2 separate regions of the Sus scrofa genome follow, and region 2 is linked to region 1. A link is a contact called in public promoter capture Hi-C data. All regions are on one chromosome and are shown on one strand. The core of a region is the stretch at or near the end of the contact, and the rest is flanking DNA. Distances in the headings are between cores, read along the strand shown. Region 1 holds the start of BTG1 (BTG anti-proliferation factor 1). Region 2 has its middle 76 kb from the start of BTG1.

Region 1 (5,538 bases), core at 894-3,393:
TTCTACCGCAGAGAAAGGTTCTTTGAAATATGGATTTGTGTTAAAGGGACTGATGTAAAAATTTAGGTATCATGTCCGGGAGAAAATGAAACCACCCCAGGACTTCACTCCCTAGCAAATAAGGTGATCAATTTACTTGGACTCACAGGCTATTAAGTCATTGAAAGGTACTGTCCAAACTATGGCACTGTCACTTAAAAAAATTTTTTTACCACTCTATCTTGTGCCAGATCTTCACAGCTGTGACATGGTTTAAATTCCATAATCCATCCCCAAGAGGAGCCCACCCAAAGCAAAAATCAAATTTATCCATCCATTATAAGAGGATCCATCCATAGACTATATCTTAACCTGATACAGTCATCATATTGTAGCTTTTGGAAGGGCTTGTTCTGCCCAAGAGAAGTTCCTCCTTACAGCTGATTCTGCTGTCTACCATTTGCACGTTGGTGCTGTTTTGGGTGCTACCTCCTGCTGGTGAGGCTTCGTACAGCACACAGATGGAACCATCCTCTCCAATTCTGTAGGACACTTCGTAAGGGTCAACCCAGAGAGTGAGTTCACTTGGGAGAAGCCTGAACAGCTCCTGACTGCTCAGTCCAATCCGCTGTGCTGCCTGTCCAATCAGAGGATCCATTTTATGGTTGATGCGAATACAACGGTAACCTGATCCTTTGCACGGCTTTTCTGGGAACCAGTGGTGTTTATAATGTTCTATAGAAGAAAAAAAACAGAAACAGCGCTTAGATATCGTTACTGCTGGCTCCCGCTGTAGTTTCTTTCTTCGGCTGGCTTCGTTGAGGGAAAATGCAAACTAGCAACTTTCTTTAAAAAAAAAAACAAAAAAAAAAACCCAGCATTGAATCCGCGGCTGTCCATGTAAGGCGATGGGGAATGAGCGGGCAGGGTTTGAGAAATAACAGTAGTACACCGTACAGAACAATCTCCGGGAACCAACCGGTTGAGTTGCCAAAACGGCAATCCGGCGGGCAGCCTCCGCCAGCCGGGCAGCGGGGTGGCACCGGTGGCCAGGCGGGAACCTGTTTACTTTCTCCACCCCACCCCAGCCGCACACACAATGGGGTTTATGGCTTCGAAGAGGAGCGCCACTGGACTGTTCGCCCCGAAGGGAATGGAACAAGCCATCCTAAACCACGCTCTGGGCAGGGCAGTAATTGTACCGGTGACAAATCCGATGATTAATGGACAGGGGTAGGAGGCGCGGAGAGACTGCACGTCCGGCCCGGGCTGGCTCCCTGGCAGCGGCGCGCCTTCCCATCCCGTGGCCCGGCCGTCGGGCCCGCAACGGTTAGACGGGATGGGGGGGAGGGGGCGTCGAATCCACCCTAGCCCGGCGGCTCCTTTGTCCCCCAAATGCGCGGACCGTCCGAGGACGGCGGCTCCCGCCTCGGTCGGCTTCAGTTTCTTTGTTGTGCGTCTGTTTTCCTGTCCCCTTGGTCTGCCAGCCGTGGGGGGAGGGGGCGCCCTTGGCCCACCCCCAAACCCTGTCCCGGACCCGCCGTTAGCGGCAGCCGGGCGCGCCAGTCACGGTCCCGCTGCCGGAACCGAGCGCGACCTGCCCACAGTGCCGCCAAGACTCCCGCGTCCCCGACGGCCCGGCCCAGAGATGTGCCACCGCGTCCCTCGGCGCCCCCCGCCCTGCCGCCGCCCGCTCACCTGCCAGCAGCTCCTGCAGGCTCTGGCTGAAGGTCTGCAGCTGTCGCTCGCTCGTGAGCCCCTTGGTGCGGAGAAACTTGGAGATGAAGGACACGGCGGCGGCGATCTCGCCTATCATGGTGGCGGCCCGGGTGTAGAAGGGATGCATGGGGGCGGCAGGCGGGGGCGGCCCGGGGCGGCCGGGGCTCGGCGGTGCGGCCCCGACGGCGGAGCGGCCACCCCGGGCTCCCTCACAGGTCAGTGGGCTGAGAGGGGGAGAGAGCGTGAGCGGTGGACGGCTACTTTTTTCTCCTCCCTTCTTTATAGTAAAAAGTTATTTTCGAGACAGGAGGCGGCAGGAGAAAGGAAGAGACGAGCGACGGCGGCCTGGTCACATCGCTCGGACCGCCCCGGCCGCCTCCGCCTCCAGCTCCGCAGCCTCCGAAGCTCCAAACACTTGCATTTCCAGCTCAGACGGGCAAAGAGATGCAGCGGCCGTGCGGCACTTTTTATAGCGCAGAGAAAAGGAAGTGGCGTAGCTGGAGCGTGACGGACGACTCCAGCCAATCCGGAGATCGCACCATTGTGATGCAAGCAGATTCTGAGCCGAAGGGGGCGGGAAAAGGGGCCAGGGGGCGTGCCCAGAGACCGGGAGGAGAGGGAGGAGCTGACGTAATCCGCTTGTAAACAAATAAACCCCCGAGTGGCGGCCCAGCGGGGGGGAAAACGGGATGGAGGAAACAGAGGGTGCGCGTGTGAAAGCCCCGCCCCTAGCCCTAACTCCTCCTTCCTGCTCCAACAACTCCTGGAGCTGCGCCAGCGCATCCTCTGCAAGCGTTCGCTGCCTGGGCTCGCCTCGAGGAGACAGAGCTGTGCAGATAAAAGCAGCCCCGCTCAGGCTGTCTACACGCGCGCCTGCGGCACGGATCTGGCCTCAAGGCACCTGCCGGCTCGCGTACTCGGTGTTTACAACCCGTCACCACGCTGAGTCTACGTGCCTGGCTCCACAGGAAGGAAGAGCATACAGAGCAGCGGGATGCGGGTACCCGTGCTGAGGAAGCTGGGAGTGCGGGGAAAAGTGGAGGGAACCGGCTCTCGCGGGGCATCCTGCAGCTTTCGGAACCCAGTTCTCACAAACATGCAGCCAACGCCTCGGAGCCGTTTCCCTTCCACCCTTGCGGAGGGTTGGGGCATGTCTTTGTCAAAGTTTAATTGCAAAATAAATAAAGGTTAGTAAGCCTTTTGTGGTTGCTGTTTCAGTAACTTGAGGAGTCAGAGAAAAGTGGAGACCTTACTGACCAGCTTAAAACTGATAAGAAAGGCTGCTATTGAATATAAATGTAATTATAACAAGTTTAGTAAAAGAAAAGAAACCTATATAATGCATTTTACATCTTTTTTGCACAAAACAGAAGGTTGTTTCCTTTTTTTCCTAATCCACTGAACTGTTTGAGCCTTAGAGTTCTGTTGCTCTTTATAAAAACAAGAAAATAAAGATAAAATTTGCTCAGATATTTGTTTAGTTAAGCCCTACTTGCTGAACTAGGAAAAAATAGGAAGGCGTGAACTTGCTAAAACGATTAGGCCTAAGAGAGGGTTAACCAGAACTCCATTAAGGAGGAGAAAAAAAAGATGGTGAGCCGGCCAGATGGAGAAAGCAAACAAGAGGCAGAAGTTGAACTCTACCAGATGGAAATAAATATCCTGAGCTTAGCTGGTCATCAATATTGCAAAACACACCACTTTGAGGTTTTGTTTTGTTTTGTTTTAATACTGTGCCAAAGGGTATAGAAATGAAGCAAAAGTAGAATTTGCTATAAAGCAGTAGAAGGAAAAATCTTATTGTTCACATGAAATATGTAAAACTGGGCTTGAAACAACTTTGAGGTTATTTTTTCATTCACACAAAATAATTATGTAGTTATATGTGAAATAAATACTTTAAGAAATAGTATTAAAAGCATGACTTGTGAAAGTACTTTCATTGGATAAAAGCATCAAAAATAATGGTAATATTTCCTTCTAGAACTTTTCACATAGAACTGTGCTTATAAATAAACGTGGTGGTAATTATTTCACTAAGGATGTGAAACCTCTTTTACTAATGAAAAAGGAGATAGGGAAACAGGAGTAAATCCTTAAAATTACCATAACCCTAGAACAAGATTTTCTGATATCCTTCTAAACCCCACCCACCGTTAATCATCTGCTCTATTCACTTTCCTTAATCATCAGTCATTTGAGAACTAGAATAGAAATCTGTTGACCTCCAAGCCTGGTCTCCAACTTGGACTCCCAATAATTTTGAGCTTAAATTGACTCATCTACAAAACAGAAATAATTGTTAACAAAATACTAGGATCTAAACTCAGACGCGTCTCCCAGTCCCTATTTTTCTCCACTGCTTTTTTTTCTTTCATTGACATATACTTGATGTACAAAACCATGTTAGTTTCAGGTGTACTATGTGATGATTTGACATTTGCATACATTATGAAATGTACACTACTTTTAACAGCCTTCTTTCTATGCAGAAGCTGAACCCTTTCTGAAATCTTTTTAAAATCAGTTGAATAGAGTGAACAAAGTTTAACTCACATATCCTTTTTTCCTCCCACTGTTTTTTATTATATATGTGTGTTTCACACCTGAAATCATTCCTTTAAGAGACAAGTGGATTTAAGAAATTACTCTTATCTTGGGGGATCTAGAGGGGAAAAGGCGGGGGGAGGATAAATATAGATTCTAAATGCAAGAGATAGTGCGCAATATTAATTGCTAATGGTTTTCAAATCTGGACATACATCGGTTTAGTAATATTTTTACACACTTTTAGTAGTAAGGCTCTTCTCATCCAAGAAACTAGCACATATTTCTTGACGGTTTTTAAATTTATAAAGGCACTTTCTCTTCTCATTGATATACTAAACTACAGGGTACTCCCAACTATTTACAAACCCAACCCTAGGCTCTGTGTCCTTAGGCAAGTTATTTAACCCCTCTGCATTATAATCGAAAAAATGAGGACTAAATGGAATAACTAGACACTATTTAGCACTGTCTCCAGCACTAAGTAAACATCCAAATACATACATTAGCTGACGTATATATATTATCATCAGGCAATTTGATGATTATCAAGTTAATTTTTAAAACCTAGAAAATGGGAGTTCCCGTTGTGGCGCAGTGGTTAACGAATCCGACTAGGAACCATGAGGTTGCGGGTTCGGTCCCTGCCCTTGCTCAGTGGGTTAAGGATCCGGCATTGCCGTGAGCTGTGGTGTAGGTTGCAGACACAGCTCGGATCCCGCGTTGTTGTGGCTCTGGCGTAGGCCGGTGGCTACAGCTCCAATTCGACCCCTACCATGGGAACCTCCATATGCCGCGGGAGCGGCCCAAGAAATAGCAACAACAACAACAACAAAAAAAAAGAAAGACAAAAAAAAAAAAAAAAAAAAAAAAAAAAAAAACCCTAGAAAATATTCAATCAAAGCACTAAAAGAAACAAACAACAACAAAAACAGGAAATCTGTCAAAACAATCCAGAAAATGAACCTGGGTTTCAAAATAAGTTTGCAAGTAACAAATGTCAGGTCTTTGGAGTGCCTAAGTGTTCAGAAAGTACTTTCAATAGACAAAACTATCAGGCAACTAACTAGAATTTCAAAGGACCGGGCATTATAGTCCTATCCTTCAGCTCAAATGTTACTAGAACAGTTTTCTCTGGAATAACAAATCAGAGTTCCTTGTAGGCTTTTTAAGCATTGTGTTACTTAACCAAAAAGAAGAAGAGAAAAAAAAATTATATAGGGTCAGAGAATGAACTTTTTATTTCATAGACTGGTACAATTTAAGGGTCAACACAAGGTTGAAATTTTTTTT
Region 2 (5,908 bases), core at 2,644-5,143, 75 kb before region 1:
AACTCTACAGGGAATTAATAATTATATATGTGCATACATATATGGATGTGTGTATACATAGACACATGCACATATCTGGGGGATATATATAAAAATATATATGGCTGTGTATCTATATATCTGTATGGAGAGACATATAGGTACAGATAAATACACATACATGTGTATATAGATAGATACTCACATACATATGGGTATATATACATACACAAATACAGACCTTCCTTGATTTATGATAGGATTACACCCTGATAAGCCCATTGTGAATTCAAAATGTCATAAATCAACGATATATTTAATACACCCCATCTACCAAATTTCACAGTTCAGCCTAGCCTACTGAAACGTGCCTTACATTAGCCTTCGGTTGGGCAAAATCATTTAACATAAAATCTGTTTTATAATGAAGTGTTGAATATCTCATGTAACTTATTACATACCCTAAGTGAAAAATGGAATGATTGCAAGTGTATCGGTTGTTTACTGTTGCAAGTGTATCGGTTGTTTACTGTTCTGAGTGGGAGCTACTGTCACTACCCAGCATCATGAGAAAGTATTATACCACATATCACCAACCCATGAAAAGATGAAAATTCAAAATTTAAAGTACAGTTTCTACTAAATGCACATAGCATTTGTACCACTGTAAAAGCAAGCCATCAGAAGTTGGGAGCTTCTGTATACACACACACACACACACACACACATTCGTATATGTATTTGACTAGTTATTCACTGTACTTAAAAACAATCAAGGAGTTCCCCAGTGGCACAGCAGAATGAATCCAAATAGTATTCATGAGGCTGCAGGTTTGACCCCTGGCCTCTCTCAATAGGTCAAGGATCCGGTGTGGCATAGGTTGCAGACAGCTCAGATCTGACATTGCTGTGGCTGTGGTGTAGGCCAGAAGCTATAGCTCCGATTGGACCCCTAGCCTGGGAATTTCCACATGCCCTGGGTGCAGCCCTAAAAAGCAAAAAGAAAAAAAGTTGAACCCCACTCTTATGCCATTTACAAAAATAAATGACTGGATTAAAGACAATTGTAAAAAAAAAATACCTACAAGAAAATCTGGTACATTGCATGTGTATACATATATACAATCTTCAGGTAAAAGGCAACTTTCTTGCTGATGCTTTTTTTTTGGTTTTAGGGCTGCACCTGTGGCATATAGAAGTTCCCCGGTTAGGGGTTGAATCGGAGCTGCAGCTGTTGGCCTAACGACATCCACAGCAATGTGGGATCTGAGCAGCATCTGTGACCTACACCACAGCTCACAGCAACACCAGATCCTTAACCCACTGAGCAAGGCCAGGGACTGAACCCCACATCCTCATGGATATTAGTCAGGTTCTTAACCCACTGAACCACGACAGGAATTCCCGATACATTTCTTGACCCATTAGGAAAAGATAAACATAACTTGATCATACTAGAATTTAAAAAAAAAAATTTTTGACAAAAGAAAGATTCTCCTAAAGGGTAAACAGACAAAAGACAGGTTTGGAAATATTTGTACCACAGTTGACAACAGTCTTTTTGTTTTGTTTTCACAAAACTGACAAAAACAGACAGACTCAGGAAGAAATGAATAAAGAAACAGAATAGGAAACTTACAGAGGAGCAAACCCACATGGCCAGCAAGCAGATGAAAATACGCTCATATTAAATCAGTCAGAGAAATGCAAAGTAAAAGAACAACAGAGTATCTTTAAACTTATCGGACTGGCAAAAAACTGAAATGATCACTAACTTGTGGAGGTGTTCCTTCTATGTGAAGAAAACATTAACTGTTAAAACTATTTCAGCAAGCCATTTAGCAGCATATATAAAAAATTAAAGAAGCCATTTAGCAGCATATATAAAAAATGAAACCCACACCTGAATGTGCCATTCAACACGACAGTCTCCTCTTGACACCTCAAGGATTATCCGTGCACAGGGATGAGTGTAAAAGGACACTAAAGAGTAGCGAGAAAAGGAGAGGGGGACAGAGATCCGAGTCACAGCTACTCACTGACGATGTCTATAAAGATGACAGCTCATCCACAGCATGCATTATCACACAGCATGCATTCCAAAGAATGTGTTACAACTGAACAACAGCCACTTTGGAGGGATTTCTATACGGATACACTGTAAGTGAAAATACGCATAATAAGAAGACACAGAAAGTGTGACTTCCTTACTCAATGCTCACAAGATGAGCAATAACCAAACCTCCTCCATACATATGTGAAGTATAAAATGTTCACAGGTGATTATATGAGGAAGCGGGAAAATATAGAAGTACCTGTCAGGTGACTAACAATAGTTCCACAACAGGGAGGGGTGTAGAGGGGATGCCAAGGAGGAAAGAGAGAAAAGTTAAGGCCAAATGTCAAGAAAAAAAAAGACTGCTCTAAAGAACAGATAGGTGTGTGTGTGATTACATGTATGCATTTATGCAAAATTATATATGGGTATGTGTATGAAAAATTATTAAAAGAATGAAAAGCTATTCCAAAAGCAAGCTCCAAACATGATAATAGTCATAACAATATGAAATCGAATACATATTGAACCCTTACTATTGACAGCCACCACCCTAAGCATGTGTTCTCTCATTAATCCTACAATGGAGACTATTAATACCTTTATTTTCTCCAAGAATCCAACTTACTCCTCCATAATCTGAAAGCCGAACACTTCATCGGCTTCTTTAGCAATCTAGGTTTGTTTTCTTTCGTGATCTTGGTTTGTTTTCTTTAGTGTCTGGATCTAGAAGATGGTACCATCAATAAAGCTATGGCTGCCCAACGCGCCAAGGTGGGTGTGCATCATCTGAATCAAGCTCAACATCAGCTTCTTCCATCACTCATTCATTCAACAAGGAACCACTGAACAATTCTGCACAGGGGTGGCCATGGTAGCCTCTGAGTCAATAGCTTAGGGTGGCTAACAATTCACACTGCCCTCGTGCATTCTGACCTCTCATTCTAAAACTAGATGGGAAAACTGCCTGACCTTACTTTGACAACCTCGTTGGGCAAGATTCCAACCCTTCCTGAAGGAAAGACAGCATTCAGTGACATAGCAATGCCACCTGATTCCAACTGAGCAATGGAACTAAACAGTGAAGGTCAAGGAAGCCGCAGAAGCAGCCTTCACTTAGCAGCCCAATGCTGGCACTTAGCAAACCATTTCTCCGCCTGTGTTTTAGAAAGTAGGGGTCGAGAGTTTCTTCTTCTATTTTCATATCTAATTGAGCATTCTTTAATCTCCAATCTTTTTTTTTCTTCCATGCCCACAGCATATGCAAGTTCCTGGACCAGCGATGGAACCTGAGCCACAGCAGTGACGACACCAGATCCTTAACCACTACACCACCAGGGAACTCTTGATCTCCAGTCTTGATGAAGGGATGCCAAGCACCAGAGCATCTACAAGGAAGACCTCGATGGTCAACCACTCCTGCTCCCCTCCATTTGTCCCCATTCTCCTCCAAAACCCACTGTGTGCAGCTCCTTAATAAGGTCACAGTGTTAAAATAGTGACTAGGAAAAAAAATAAAAAGTAAAGTATTAAAGTAGTGAATGGGATCCAGATAAGGCTGCAAAAGTTGTTAATCAATTTACTGAATACATAAACATCACTGAGAAAACTCAACGTATTGTCCCACTCCTTTGCATTTGGGTCCCAAATCCCGAAATACTGAATCTGTAAGTACACAAATGAAGAAGTGCTTTGTTGTCTCACAGTTTTGTCTGTCTGAGAGCCAAGACATTCAATCATGCTTGTGTGTTTTTGCAGGCCCCTCGCTTTCCCCTCTCGTCCTTCCTTTGGCTGCCTCTCACACCATTTTTGGCAAGGAACACCTGGAGCAGCCTGGAAAAGTTTCCATGCAGTCACTCCCTTTGGTTAATTATTAGCAGCTCTGGTAAAAGTCGCTGGTGGGGCTGCTGGAGGTTTTTTGTTTAACTATAGAGCTCACTCATTTGGAGATTTCCAAAATCTTGGCCTCCAAAGGCTTGAGATAACGTGGACAAAGGTAAAACACTGAACTGAGAAATGACGTCTATTTCCTTTTCTGGGATTAATTAGCTGAGGGATCCTGGTCAAAGGAGGAAAGGTAACTCAGAAAGTGACACATTAGAAACTCAGACGGTGTCCTCTCATTTAATTCTAACAACCTGTCACTTACACTGTTACCCTATTAGTATTTCCATTTTACAAAGTTAGAGCCTCCTGCAATTTATTTACCCAAGTTTCAGGTTCCTTACCTAAGAAAACAAGACATAAAAAAGGTCCTTCTAACTCTGTAAGCTCAGCAGGCAAAAATTTCTCTTATAATTGCCATATACCTTCTCCCTTTTCAATCTTGATTTCCCCGTAAACTCTGGGGGCAAATTAACAAAACTGTATTCTGCACATGAGATGCTAAAATAGCCATTCACCCGCTAGCATCAAGAGAACACGGCCCTTTTTCTCCTGAAGCTATTGCTACACCCCGGTTTACATTGCTCAGTTCCGTCAGTTTAGAGCACATGAAAAAGCAGAACTGGGCTGGCTGGTTCACGCTGCTGGTGAACTTTGTGCCTCAACTGTATCGTAACCCCAAAGTTTACTCAACTCCACCTGGCAGTTCAGCTCCTTGAGATAAAGCAGCTTTTCTCTGGAGGAAACCAATAGCAGTTTATCTTTATGCTCCCCTGCTGGCAGACAGCTGGTTGGGCATCTAATAGACAGTCATCTGCCAGTGAAAGGTAACAAAGCACACACATACACACACACAAAATAAAACACAAAACACACATACAAAACAAACAAACAAAAACCAAGAGAAACATAAAAGGAGTCTTGCCACATCAGAGGAGTCAAAACCAATACCTTGTTTAGGGAGCCTTGTTTAGGACCCAAGTAAAGTCTTCTTTTGGGAAACTATATTTGTGTGTGTGTGTCTGTCTATCTGTCTGTCTGTGTGTAGATGCATGCGTATGCTTTAGGATTATGTGGATACATGCACGGGAGGGGGATGGGGAACTTTGAGTAAAAGAAAAGGGTCCTAGAAAAACAGCTAGTGAGAATCCGAAAGCAATTCCGATTTTCTACACTCCAAAGTACTATAAGTTTGGGGAGTGTCCATTGTGGTGCAGCGGAAACGAATCTGACTAGGAGCCAAAGTACTATAAGGTTTGGATCAATTTCTCAGGCTCGAAATGGAATGTTTCATTTTGTTCATCTTTTCCAAAACCATGTGTGTCATTCTCTTGGAGAAAATTATACTGATAGCAAGAAAGCAATAAAAAGAATTTTATATATATATATATATATATATATAGGAAAACATACAATGCAAGACACGTGGGCGAGAGCAGCCTATGCACTGGTGATCTGGTGGTGATGCTCGGCGACAGGTAACATTCATGCTGCAATTTATAAAACCACCCGAAACCTCCATATTCACGTTTGAAACATGGAAAAGGACAATGGGCTTTTCTACTTAGTGTTATGAGCTGAACTGTCCCCTTCCACAGATTCTGAAGTCCTAGCCCCAGGTACTGGTGAATGTACCTTATCTGGAAACACAATCTACAGATGAGAGTTAAGATGAGGTCATACGTTGAGCTCTACTCCAATAGGACCGGGTCCTTATAAAAGGGGAGGAACTTGGACACAGTGACATATACGTACACAGGGAAAAGACCATGTGAACATGAAGACAGAAATCAGGGTGAAGCAATCACAAGCCAAGGAGGACTAAATATTACTAGCAAATCCTCAGAAACTAGGAGACAGGTTTGGAACAGATTCTCCTATATAGTCCTCAGAAGGAACTAAGCCTCCTGACACCTTCCCCTTGGACATCCAGCTTCCAGGTCTGGGGTTTAAGCCAAGCACTTTGCGACACTTTATCATGGCAGCCCG

The links. Promoter capture Hi-C pulls out the DNA fragments that hold promoters and counts their contacts.
Region 2: a contact with region 1 is called in a promoter capture Hi-C map of liver, with 5 times the contacts expected there. The contact joins the enhancer-like site here to the promoter of BTG1 in region 1. A contact is called at or near these places in 2 of 5 promoter capture datasets (both in liver), 11 of 47 Hi-C or Micro-C datasets (alveolar macrophages, brain, embryonic fibroblasts and 5 more) and 2 of 2 datasets of contacts at active chromatin or transcription factors (alveolar macrophages and skeletal muscle).

The regions. Positions count from the first base shown.
Region 1 is chr5:90,811,799-90,817,336 of Sscrofa11.1, reverse strand. It overlaps BTG1 (BTG anti-proliferation factor 1), which reads right to left and starts at 2,143. Exons shown (of 2, transcript NM_001099936.1): 1 at 1,678-2,143; 2 at 1-714. The coding sequence starts at 1,825. The coding sequence ends at 347. All of the region lies in intron 3 of LOC106510428 (a long non-coding RNA gene), which reads right to left.
Region 2 is chr5:90,887,901-90,893,808 of Sscrofa11.1, reverse strand. No RefSeq gene overlaps it. Among named protein-coding and RNA genes, the nearest start is that of BTG1, 76 kb to the right of the region's middle. Within about 2 kb of position 3,893, at least 22 of the 83 cell types and tissues checked have an H3K27ac peak or open chromatin away from gene starts, as enhancers often do. A contact at or near this core is called in alveolar macrophages, fetal liver, liver and 1 more, where this site is marked.